4 separate regions of the Mus musculus genome follow, and regions 1, 2 and 4 are each linked to region 3. A link is a contact called in public HiCAR-type and HiChIP or PLAC-seq data. All regions are on one chromosome and are shown on one strand. Each heading gives the region's core, a stretch centred on a gene start, on an enhancer-like site or on the middle of the called end of the contact. The rest is flanking DNA. Distances are from core to core; before and after follow the strand shown.

Region 1 (2,700 bases), core at 122-2,621, 170 kb after region 3:
CAGTCCCTGGTTTTGCACTTAGCTCTGCATGTGTGATCAATAAATGTTTGTTGGAGAATCCCTATGTATTGTAGCCTACTTGTAAGGGAACATATTTTCAAAGATGTGCTCTCCGCAGCCCAGGATGGCCTCCAAATTGCCATGTAGCATAGGCTGCCCTGAGCTTCTGACCCTCCTTTCCTGCCTCCCTCATTATAGGTGTATTATAGGATTCTAGGTGTGAGCCACCGGCCTGGATCCCACTTAGTTTTTATAATTAGGTTAGAAAAAATATAGATTAGGCCTATTTGCCTTATGTACTGAAATACCTCATTGTATCTTACCAGCTTTTTATAGTGTGTGATGCATATTCTTACCCTCTGAAGATTATGCACTTGTTTAGTTATTATTTTTTCCTTAGCTATGCTACTTTCTGTTCATTAACAAACCTCCTTTAGAAAAGAAGCAAAGGCAATAAGAATATGAGAGAGCTACTTCGATTTGCTTAATTTTCCATCTTATGTATTATTTATTCAACCACAAACTATGTTTTTAAAATCTCTCATGTCTCCCAAATATCAGGCACTATGTTACTTTTATTGTATTGAATTTATTAATGATTTATCATACACATAGCATTATGGATGGGATTAGGAATTGTACCTTGAGTTCAGGACTTTTTTTTTTTTTTGGAACAGCACACTTTAATTTTTGGAGTAATTTTGAAAAACTTATAGTTATTTAAATTTAAACCTTTTTAAGTTGCCATATTATCATAAAAATCAAAATATTAAGGAGTTGCAAAGGATCTAAATTCCACCATTTGTGACTGGGGAGCAAAGGAGTGCTCCCCAGTGGTGGTTAAAATGGAACATTTTCCCTAACAACCCCACCTAATGAACATTTATTAATATCCCTATTTGATTAAAATGTAATGAAGTTTTTCTCTTTAAAAAAAAAAAAAAACAGAGTCCAGAGGGATGCCGACATCCTGCCTCTTGCCACCATTTGCAAGTAGCTGAGTCACTTAAGGAACTTGTTCTGCCTCAGAGCATGGGTTGGGTTCGGCCTCAAGGGGTTTCCTGGAGAAGTTGGGAAAGTTAGAGGGGAAGACGGCTGGGGAACTCCACATGTTAAGCCTGAGAATCTCAAGGAGACAAAGCCAGATCCACAACTGCCCAGTTAATCAAGCTCTAGTTTGGGGTGCACCTAGGAGTGGCCAGCCAGCTGACTTACCCTGGGTTGGAATTTGAGGGAGCAGCACCTCCTGGTCTCTCGAAGCCCCTCCAACAAGGGACATAAAGTGTTCCCAGGAGCAAGAGAGTGGGTCTTATACACTGTTAGAAAGACACACTAAAAGCGAAGGACTGGGGAAGGATCATATCAGCTGCAAGCAGTTTACATCAGCTCTAAGAAACAGGAACTAATTCTTAATTACAAATAGAAACCTTACCTTGCAAGGACTTAATCCTGGACAAAAAAGGAAAAAAAAAAAAAAAAAAGAACTTTAACTAGGATTTAATACAACAAACAGGAACTGCTTTCAACTACAAATAGAAACTTTAACTTGCAAGGACTTAACACAGGGCAAACAGAAACTTAGTCTTAACTGTCTTAGACGCAAACAGAACCCTTAACTTGCAAGGTTCCTGTTTTGTCTTGCAAGTGCTGATCTGTTACAACCTCTTATTCTCCAGGAGAAACAATAGACCCGGGGAGGCCAGCACCTGCTGAGTCCAGCTTCAGGGTACAAAGTTCCAACGTCTTCCTGGAGCTGCAGATGTGGTGGTGTATGTAACCTTTTAAACCCCAGTTCTTGGGAAGCAGAGGCAGGTGGGTTCTGTGAGTTCCAGGGTAGCAAGTTCCATGCTCTGCCACCAGCCCTACACAGGAAGACCCTGTCTCAAAAAGGAAGGAGGAGGAGGAGGAGGAGGAGGAGGGGGAGGAGGAGGAGCAGGAGAAGGGGAGGGGAAGCGGAGGAGGAGGAGGTCATGGAGGAGGAGAAGAAAGAGGGAGAGGAAGAAACAAGGAGAAAGAGGAGGAGGAAGAAGAGGAGCAGGGGCGAATTGCAACAGCAGTACTAATAAATACCATATTTTATGTATTTTATATATACATGTCCCAAATTTAGTAACTTCTTTTCACTTATCTCTCATAGTTTTCACACTTTATTTTCTCCACACCATCTACACAGAATTTTATCTAAAATTTTAGATTAATTTTGTATTTTTTTAAAATTAAGGACAAAATTACCATCTCTTGTTTTGATTTGTACAACTAATTTCCATTTCACCAAGAAAATGGAAATAAATTCAATTTTATTTTATAAAAATGACACCTGGAAGGCTTCATTTTTGTTGCTCAGCATTGTAGGTAATAGAGTTTGATGAATGATGTAATCTCTAATAGTTTTAGGTGGCTCTTTGAGGTATTCGATCCCAGCTTTTAAGCCCCTGTTACAATAGTGAAATAATTTAATTCTGTGCAGCGCAATTATTCTCAACAACACAATAGCTTTTGGGGTGGTTGAACGTCCGTTTGTAAAGTACGGTTTGGAAGCAAGCCTCTGTGGGGAGGTGAACAGAGAGAAACACCGAGGGGCAAAGAAGAGAAAGAGAAACTTCTGACGTGTTTTAGGAACTATTCCTCTTTCTGACACAACATTAGGAATGAAGAAATTAACAAAAGGGAGAAATTTATAGGACCCGGTCTCCAGTATTA
Region 2 (2,700 bases), core at 192-2,691, 250 kb after region 3:
TTTCCTGCCTAACATGGACCAGTTAAGTCAATTTTTTACTTAACATATGTTTTATGCCCCAAAAGGGGGAGTTAGGAGGAAGCTTGGAGCTGTGTCCTGGTTAGCTTTAACTGTCAACTTGACACAGCCTAGAGTTGTAGGAGAGACTCATTTGAGGAACTGCATAGATGAGATTTGCCTGTGGACCTCTGTGGGGCATGTTCCACTTGTTAATCGATGGAGAAGGGTCCAGCCTACTGTGGGCAGCACCATCCCTAGGCAGGTGGAATACACGCTGTCTTTGAAGCCAGGTAACAAGGAGCATCCTCCACGGTGCCTGCTCTACTTTATAGGCTATGAAATGAGTTCCTGGGTTAGAGGTAACAAAGTGTGAATTGCAAGCAGGCCTGAGTTCAATTTCTTGCCTTGAGATCCTTCCATGATAAGCTATGGCATAGTAAACAAAGTCAACCCTTTCCTCCCCTAAGTGGTTTTGAGTAGGGTGCTGTTTTATCATAGCAACAGAAGTGAAAGTAGAAGATGTAGCTATGAAGTGTAATTTTTCATAGAGTAGATGTGGGACTTTGATTTCTAAAGCTATTCTGTGTTTTGTTTCTGCGATCTGTGAAAAGACAATAATCTGATGTGTATCCTCGCTTAGAAAGCACAGTTTATGTTCTTAGGAAAGAAATTACACGGTGCCTTTAGAGCCCGATTAACACCCACTGGGAGAGCATATTCGTGAGTCGTCACAGGCAGCATCTTACCTCAGGAGAGACTTGGTGTGTGTGTGTGTGTGTGTGTGTGTGTGTGTGTGTGTGTGTGTAGGGGAGGGAGAGAGAATGAAAGGAAGGGTACAGGCATGCAGAGAGAGAAGGAAAAAAAGGAGGAGGGGAGGAGGGGAGAGTGCAAAATGTCTGAATTATATAGGGAAGAGCCTCTGGGGAGATTTCAAGGGTGTTCATGAACTCCTAGGTGGGTTGAGAGGTTTTAATTTCTTGATGGGTATAGTAGTTGGGATTAGTTAGGACGCAAAGCCTCCCATGAGACACAACTCAAGAGAAACGGCCCATGTCCTGTCCTTTGCTAGATGCTGTCCAAACAGTCAAAGAGGCAGAATAATGACGTCAATCAGTGCGAGTTGCATGGGTGTGGGAGTGGGGCACAGATGGCTACATTAATGATGAGTCTGTAAGGACACGTCTTCTGTTGTTTGATTTCTCCTTTCAAGACTTTTTAGAAAAAGTTAAGAGTTACCTCGTTCTTATTCAGAGCACTTGACGACATCAAATATAGCTTTATCTCTGCCTTGTTTGTTTGCTGGAGAGGACTCTGGTAATTCAACTCAATGTCTAACACCTCAGCAGGAGAACCTGCTGTGGCAGCTGTTGCGATGTCTTCCCTCATCCTGCTCACGTCTGACATTTGCAAGGCAGGATCTGATTACAGCTAGCAACTTGAAATTAAGGGGACAGGGAAGAAAATACCAGGAGACGTGGAGTGAGCAAGGGGTGAGACAGGCTGCCGTGTGCTCCCATTTCAGTCTCCAAGAAGCAGGCTGGTGATCTGGATCCTGAGCCTCCCGCGGTGGCTTCAGATCTGCTCAGCTCAGCTCAGACTTCACACGGCGTCAACCCAGGGGTTCCTCTGAAGTGCCTAAAATCACAAGAGTACGTGAGTTCATTTACCAGAAGGTCTGAGAAGACAGAATGGGAGGAGCTAAGACATTATAATCTGCCATCGGAGAGCTCCACATACAAGTCACTGATCTATGCCCAGGATTCAACTCCATCAAAGTTTTCTCAAAAACTTAAAATTTGTTTCTACTTAGATGTACTTCTCCATCAGTTTTATGATCCATAACTAAATATTTAGCCATCATTTCTCCAGATAACCTGTGTAAATTTCGAGTTTCCCTTATGAAATCTTTAAGCCCAGGGGAAAAAAAACATAATACTAATCATACAAGAATACAGTAAGTATGTGCACAGATTGTCTTGTAACTCTCAAAGTGCGTTCACATAATACAATCACATTCCTGGGCCCAGCAGGGATGTCCAGCATCCAACCCTCCTCCTTTCTCCTGAAGTTTCTTTGTGCTAGTGATTGGTAAGCTGAGATTTTACATCCTTAGAGGTGATAAAAGTTAAATGAGAAACAGGAGGCTGTCTGTAGACGGAGATCAGACTCCAGGAAGGTTGCCTGCTGGGCCATTGTTCGTCTATCTCACCTTGGATAAGCACAGACAATGGCAGACCTCCCTTTACCGAAATGCATAGACTAATCCACACACCCAACTCCTATGGAGCTACTGTAAGGATCTAATCAGACAATAGGTGAGAAAATCTTGTCCAGCTGCCAAATGCAAAATAAATATTTTTAATATTTTTTTCTGCACTTCATCTTCTTTAACATTTCTGACCTTAACTTCAACAGAAGACTCCATCTACCAAAGAGTAGAAAAGACAGGTTTTTTGTTTTTTTTGTTTTTTTTTTATTCCTTAGAGCTTGCCCTAGTGGTCTCCTTTATCATCATCAAAACACAGAGGTTTGCATCTGGGAGCTATATACTTAAGTCTCAGTGGACTGGCAGCTGAGGTCAAGAGAAAACCAATATCCTATATGATCTTCACAAATATGGTTTTACTCTAATTTTATTTAATCGAATTAATTGATTGAATTTAATTAAGGGGGGGTTGAATCTAGAGTCTCATGAACGTC
Region 3 (2,700 bases), core at 82-2,581:
TAAGGACAAGCTGTCCATAGGACCTCACTAGACAGTCAACACAGGGAACATTATTGATATACAATGCTATTTTATTGCATTGTTTGGATGGATTCATGACTGGCCGCACAGAGACTTGGGGAAAATGCAGACTATGTTCTCAGTGCTGGAAATCCAGCCCAGACCTTCACATGCTAGGGAGTCCTCCACCAGAAGTTACGAGCCAGCCTCAGTAAACTACGACCCGACCCTCCCTGAACAAAGAAACCAAAAAACTGGGCAAACTGAGCTGATCTTAATTCTTCCATCCAGGCTGTCCCCAATTCATAATCCTCCTGCATCAGCCCTGCTTAAGTGATGGAGATGGGATGGAAATTGTGTGCTACTATACTGAGCTTACCAAAAGTATGTTCACATTGATCCATTATTTTCCCCCCTCCTAAATCCAGTTTATCAATATATACAAAGTTAACACATGACACAATTTATGCAAATAGTTTTCAAGATTTTATTGCAAACCAAAATTGGTTTATCGCACACAAAAAAAGTTGTGTGGTAAGGAGGAGGAATTGTACATATTATAACCCATGTTAATTACAGTACATTAAAATGATGGTTTACAAATAAGCCTGTAAGTTTAAATATCTAGTGTTATAACCCAATGTACAGACTTCCTTTACACGATACATACAATAATCAGGAATGCAAAAGAATATGAACAAAGGGAAAAAAAACATAAATAATGCCCGTTTTATAGGTGACATTTTAAACAATGAAAACACCAACGGCTTTGACTGACAACTGGGGCATTGGTCCATAAAAACCCTTTCTAAAAATAGAAATATTTGTAGCAGCAATGCTTTCCTTAAGCATCTGAATGCTCGTCATTGCAAGACCGTTTCAATAGGTTTTAGTTATTAACTATATCTTACAAAACAGTCTACACATAAATTTATCTTCCAAATGTGGAAGAAACAAACAATGTCCCACATTGTAGTGTCCTGCAAGTGTCACATTGATGCTCACAACAAAACCGTCTGTGATCAGGCATAGCACACTCACGCCACTGCACACACGGGAAATCCGCCAAGGGAAAAACAAAACAAAACAAAAACAAACAAACACAAACTGAACACTCTGCGATAGGAAAAAGCTTTGGAGCTAACACGATCTCAGAAAAGGCACATTGCAGAATATTCTTGATCACAGCTCAGACAGACCTGCGGGGATTCCTCTTAGACCTGCATCTTCCTTCTAACTGAGACCAAGGTGTCTGTCTCAGGCGGCACTCTCACGCTCGCTCGCCTGGAGCTAGCACCACGTTGGAAGGAAGAGAAGAAAAGAAGACCTCACAAGCTCATTGAGAGGAGGGTGTGCTCTTCGGAAAGCTCCCATCAAGCAGCGCGCGCTGCGTCGCGCCACGCCGGGCAGGCGAGACTGCCAAGCTTCCAGGTGTGCAAATTCTTTTAAAATGTTCTGTCAGCTGGCAACTCCACCAAAGGCTAACGAAAACACTTTAGGAAACGCTGAGGAAGTCCTTCAGAACCATCCCGGGAGCACTCAGAGGAAGGAATCCACAGGAGGTGCATAGGAGAAGCCGAGGAAGGCTTCTGCTGCTTCCTTCACACTGGCCGTGACAAGGATGCTGTCAGGGGACCTGCCGATGGAGCTGGGGACCGGCTCCTCGGTAAACTCGGGATCGAAGTGCCGAAGGTCACTGGGCCCACTCTGTTACAAGAAGGGGAAATACACTCAGCGTCAAAAAGGGCACAGGGCAAAGGACAGGGAGTCCTTAAGTCCTATAATCCCCCACTAGAAGCTTAATTCTAAAGGCTCCAAAGTTCCAGAGGGTATCACTGATAACAAGGTCTCACTATGTAGCCTAGGCTGGCCTCAAACTCTACCCTGCTTCAGTCTCCTGAGGTACAGGTATTAAGGTATGTCTCTAGGCCTGGAAATTATAATACATGTATTTATATTCAGTGAGCTAGCTGGGATAAAAAAAACAAAAAATATAACTCTCCTATGGGATAATGAGTCTATGAGTTAGATAGCATCTGGTACTTATTTCTTCAAATTCTGACAGGAAAGAAACCTGGGTCTCGCTATTCTTACACCAGAAACACACAGATACTTACCACATTTGGGTTAAATGGGGGTGTAATCTTCTTATTGATGAGATCATCCCAGTTAATTAAAGAGAAGAAAATATGACTCTTAATCTCCATCTGTTGGAAAGAAACATATTCATTTAGATGCGGAGAACTCAATACAAGGTCACAAAGTCAACCTTCTTCCCCAAGGTCCCATGACAGCAGGACAACCAACACTCACAAAGTCATCCTTGGCACCCAGCCTCTTGGTCCGGTCCTTCTGCAGGAGGCCTTCCAGGAGGTGCCTTGCCGAGTTTGTAATATTTGGTTTCAACTGGAGAGGCTTGTTCAGAATATTGTCGTACATCTCAGCCGTGTTCCGGCTATAAAACGGGGGCTGGAAAAGGAAGGGAATTCCTTCTGAGTCAACTCAAGTTTTGTCTAGTGTCTACTAGATATAAAGTGCTGAGTTCCGAGTATTAAGCTGGCCCCTTCCCTGGCTATCTTACAACCCCTACTGGGAAGAGAGGGAGAGAGAGAGAGAATGCGCATGCGTGCGATGGGGCTAATACTGGGCAGGTTAAGTAAACTGTAGTATACTGTGCAGAAGAAACCCACTGGAGAGGGT
Region 4 (2,700 bases), core at 133-2,632, 190 kb after region 3:
TGGAGGTTGGTTTTTATTGCCAGCATGAGTGAATTGAGAAACCCTGATGAGCCACACCACTGGGTGTGTCTGTGAGGCTGATAATAGAGTGGTTGGCTGGAAACAGAAGAACTACATCAACATGGGCGGCGCCATCCCCTAAGCTCAGATCCAGGCTGAGGAAAAATTGAAAAAGGAGAAAGCCATCCAACGACCTGCAGACTTTTTCCTCTGCTGCCACATATGAGCAAAAGGTCTTCCCCACCACTGCAGAAAATACCTTCAGCACATGATCAAAACAGACGCTCTTCCTTGGTTGCTTCCTACCAGGCATTTTGGCATAGCAACAAGACAAGGTAACCTATTCAAAGACGTCACTCATTCTGTTCTCACCACCCCAAGTATTGTATTGTCTATGCTCTTGTTAACTTGTAAAGAAACAAACTCAATCTCATGCAGTCTTGTTTTGTTTTGAGACAGGGTCTTATGTAGCCCAATATGGCATCCAACTCACTCTGCAGTTGAACATGAAAAGACTTTGCACTCCTAAGCTTCCTGCTTCTGTCTCTCAAGTGCTAGAATTACAGGCATGTGCTACCAGGCTCAGCTAATTCTTTGATACTATTCATATCAACTTATGCATTTCTTTTCAGACAGCTAAGAAGTTGTCAGACGTCACTGGGACTCCAACAGTCTTAAGAATGGCCACATCATGGAAAACCCCGGCCTGGTGCCTCCTCCTGTATGTGTAGGGAGGGGTGTTCAGTTCCAGAAAGGAAAAATGGAGATATGAAGCCTATGAACCCCTTTTATAAGAAAAAGCAAAACAGTAGTTGCTATATTCCAAAATCAATCTAACTTCTTTGCACTCACTTCTGCTAGGGCTGCTGGTTCCTGTTAACTAATTGTGTTAGGTCTTAGAACTCTCTTTCCTGATATGTACATTTTTAGTGGCCACTAACTTTTAAATCTTCCTGAAAAGTATCTTTGTGATGGGCAGGCAGAAGACTTATCCAGGTTGAAAATCACTTTTTCAAGTTCTCCGTGTTCCTGGGTACTCTGAAATCTTTTCTCTTGTAAATGTTTCCCTGTTCTCGCTCCTGTTTCTTCCTGGCAGAACCCCACAGAGAGGGGCTCCCAACTGCTCTGCTGACCATGCAGAGAAGTGCACACCTCGCTGAACTGGAACCCTTGCACACACCCTCAGCTGCACCTCAGCGGGACCCTGCAAACATGCTCAGCTCCTCTCCAAGGTTCATTCTCTGCGATGCCTTATTGCTTTATCTCTCTCTTGTAAGGAGCCACACCCACTCCCACACATCCACACCCACTCCCAGCAAGGAGTCACGACTTACCCTCCACAGAGAAAGCTGCAGGCGGCAGTTGCAAAGCACCTTACCTTCCTACCCACCAAACCCACCAATGGCTCCTTTGCACCTGCTTGCTCCCTTCCTGCCTGAACAGGAGCATACAGCTCTCCAGCTGTCAGAAGTTGGTCACAAGTACACAGAATCCTCTCCTCCGCCTCCTGTCCCCTCTTCCTCTCTTCCTCTCTTCCTCTCTTCCTCTCTTCCTTCCTTCCTTCCTTCCTTCCTTCCTTCCTTCCTTCCTTCCTTCCTTCCTTCCTTCTTTCCTCCTTCCTTCAACTACATCAAAACTTGCTTTGTTCTAGCTTAAAACATCACCCCAGCCCTCCTGTTGCTCAACTACCCTATGCACCTCTCTTGCACCCGCAAGGGGCATCTTCTCCTATCTCAGCCAGTCGATCAGAATGAATGTATTCACTAGGACTGGAGAAAGCTCTGGAAAAAGCTCCAAGTCTGAAGATGTCAGACTGGTTGGCCAGAGGCCTGAAAAGTTCCGTATTTGTTAGTTGATCTCAATCGCCTCTACTGTTCCCAGGGTTAAGGGGTGGGAACATTGCCAATCAAGTTCTGTAAGTAGTAAGCCGCTTTAAGCAATCAATTTTTTTGTTTGTTTGTTTGTTTTTTCAAGACAGGGTTTCTCTGTAGCCCTGGCTGTCCTGGAACTGTGATGATTCCAGAGACCAGAGTCTGGGATTGGAGCAGTTCAGGGTGTTAGCCTAAGGGGTGGAGCTACTTCTTTATGGGTGATGACACTCTGGTGCTGGTGACAGCACTGACTGTACCAAGGACTAGTGAACTTTATACTATATAACGGTTAACCTTATACTGTAAGAGCATCACCCAACTAAAACAATATAACTAAGGAAGAGCCAAACCATGGTAGAGGTCTTCAGCAGAAAACACTAAAATAGTCCTTTCTGGCTGCTCATGGAGAAATAGAAGCAGGTGATTGCTTGTGTTGCAATTACTAAGGAGGGTCTCTTGGTTCTGTCTTCTCAAAGGGATGAATTCAGTCAGGGAACATGAAGGGCTCACGCAGAGGTTTATTTAGCAAAGCAGCGGAACTTATTTAGTGAGGAAGTCAAAGTTTAATAAAGCGAGATGAAGCAAGCACTCCAGGGAGAGACAGGAGTGGGCTGCCCCGAGGTGGGAGCTGCCTGGCTGGTTCTGCACCGTGGATTTTGAAAGTGGTTTTAATGAAACTTAGGAGGTGGGTGTCATAGTCATGGGGTAAGGTGAGGTCTGTCTGTCCTAAACCACTGTGAATCGGGTCACTCTTTCAGAGTATTTTCTCCCATGACTTCTACAAAAGGGGAACGTTGTTAAAATCACGATGCAGATGGCATTATAATGA

What was found. HiCAR-type assays count read pairs that join an accessible place to other places. HiChIP or PLAC-seq counts read pairs in DNA pulled down with a chosen protein or histone mark.
Region 1: a contact with region 3 is called in a HiCAR-type map of embryonic stem cells, with 5 times the contacts expected there. The contact joins two enhancer-like sites. A contact is called at or near these places in 3 of 39 promoter capture datasets (the 3T3-L1 cell line and embryonic stem cells), 8 of 15 datasets of contacts at CTCF or cohesin (the G1E-ER4 cell line, the NIH/3T3 cell line, embryonic stem cells and 3 more), 90 of 484 Hi-C or Micro-C datasets (the BV-2 cell line, the C10 cell line, the C2C12 cell line and 36 more), 44 of 115 datasets of contacts at active chromatin or transcription factors (T-cell acute lymphoblastic leukemia, Th17 cells, acute myeloid leukemia and 19 more) and 6 of 9 other capture datasets (adipose tissue, bone marrow-derived macrophages, embryonic stem cells and 3 more).
Region 2: a contact with region 3 is called in an H3K4me3 HiChIP or PLAC-seq map of embryonic stem cells, with 45 read pairs. The contact joins two enhancer-like sites. A contact is called at or near these places in 1 of 39 promoter capture datasets (embryonic stem cells), 5 of 15 datasets of contacts at CTCF or cohesin (the NIH/3T3 cell line, embryonic stem cells, large pre-B cells and 2 more), 24 of 484 Hi-C or Micro-C datasets (the N1E-115 cell line, bone marrow-derived macrophages, cerebellar granule neurons and 7 more), 34 of 115 datasets of contacts at active chromatin or transcription factors (the NIH/3T3 cell line, astrocytes, bone marrow-derived macrophages and 13 more) and 4 of 9 other capture datasets (adipose tissue, embryonic stem cells, liver and 1 more).
Region 4: an H3K4me3 HiChIP or PLAC-seq map of embryonic stem cells shows a contact between it and region 3, with 30 read pairs. The contact joins two enhancer-like sites. A contact is called at or near these places in 1 of 39 promoter capture datasets (the 3T3-L1 cell line), 5 of 15 datasets of contacts at CTCF or cohesin (the NIH/3T3 cell line, embryonic stem cells, large pre-B cells and 1 more), 49 of 484 Hi-C or Micro-C datasets (the AML12 cell line, the AtT-20 cell line, B cells and 31 more), 32 of 115 datasets of contacts at active chromatin or transcription factors (T-cell acute lymphoblastic leukemia, a colorectal cancer cell line, craniofacial prominence and 16 more) and 4 of 9 other capture datasets (adipose tissue, embryonic stem cells, liver and 1 more).

The regions. Positions count from the first base shown.
Region 1 is chr10:21,826,007-21,828,706 of GRCm38.p6, reverse strand. No RefSeq gene overlaps it. Among named protein-coding and RNA genes, the nearest start is that of Platr6, 31 kb to the left of the region's middle. Within about 2 kb of position 1,371, at least 88 of the 459 cell types and tissues checked have an H3K27ac peak or open chromatin away from gene starts, as enhancers often do. A contact at or near this core is called in the G1E-ER4 cell line and embryonic stem cells, where this site is marked.
Region 2 is chr10:21,745,727-21,748,426 of GRCm38.p6, reverse strand. No RefSeq gene overlaps it. Among named protein-coding and RNA genes, the nearest start is that of Gm5420, 56 kb to the right of the region's middle. Within about 2 kb of position 1,441, at least 27 of the 459 cell types and tissues checked have an H3K27ac peak or open chromatin away from gene starts, as enhancers often do. A contact at or near this core is called in embryonic stem cells, where this site is marked.
Region 3 is chr10:21,997,667-22,000,366 of GRCm38.p6, reverse strand. It overlaps Sgk1 (serum/glucocorticoid regulated kinase 1), which reads right to left. Exons shown (of 14, transcript NM_001161845.2): 12 at 2,314-2,469; 13 at 2,118-2,207; 14 at 464-1,707. The coding sequence ends at 1,540. Among named protein-coding and RNA genes, the nearest start is that of Gm34267, 60 kb to the left of the region's middle. Within about 2 kb of position 1,331, at least 41 of the 459 cell types and tissues checked have an H3K27ac peak or open chromatin away from gene starts, as enhancers often do. A contact at or near this core is called in the G1E-ER4 cell line and embryonic stem cells, where this site is marked.
Region 4 is chr10:21,804,358-21,807,057 of GRCm38.p6, reverse strand. No RefSeq gene overlaps it. Among named protein-coding and RNA genes, the nearest start is that of Platr6, 53 kb to the left of the region's middle. Within about 2 kb of position 1,382, at least 9 of the 459 cell types and tissues checked have an H3K27ac peak or open chromatin away from gene starts, as enhancers often do. A contact at or near this core is called in embryonic stem cells, where this site is marked.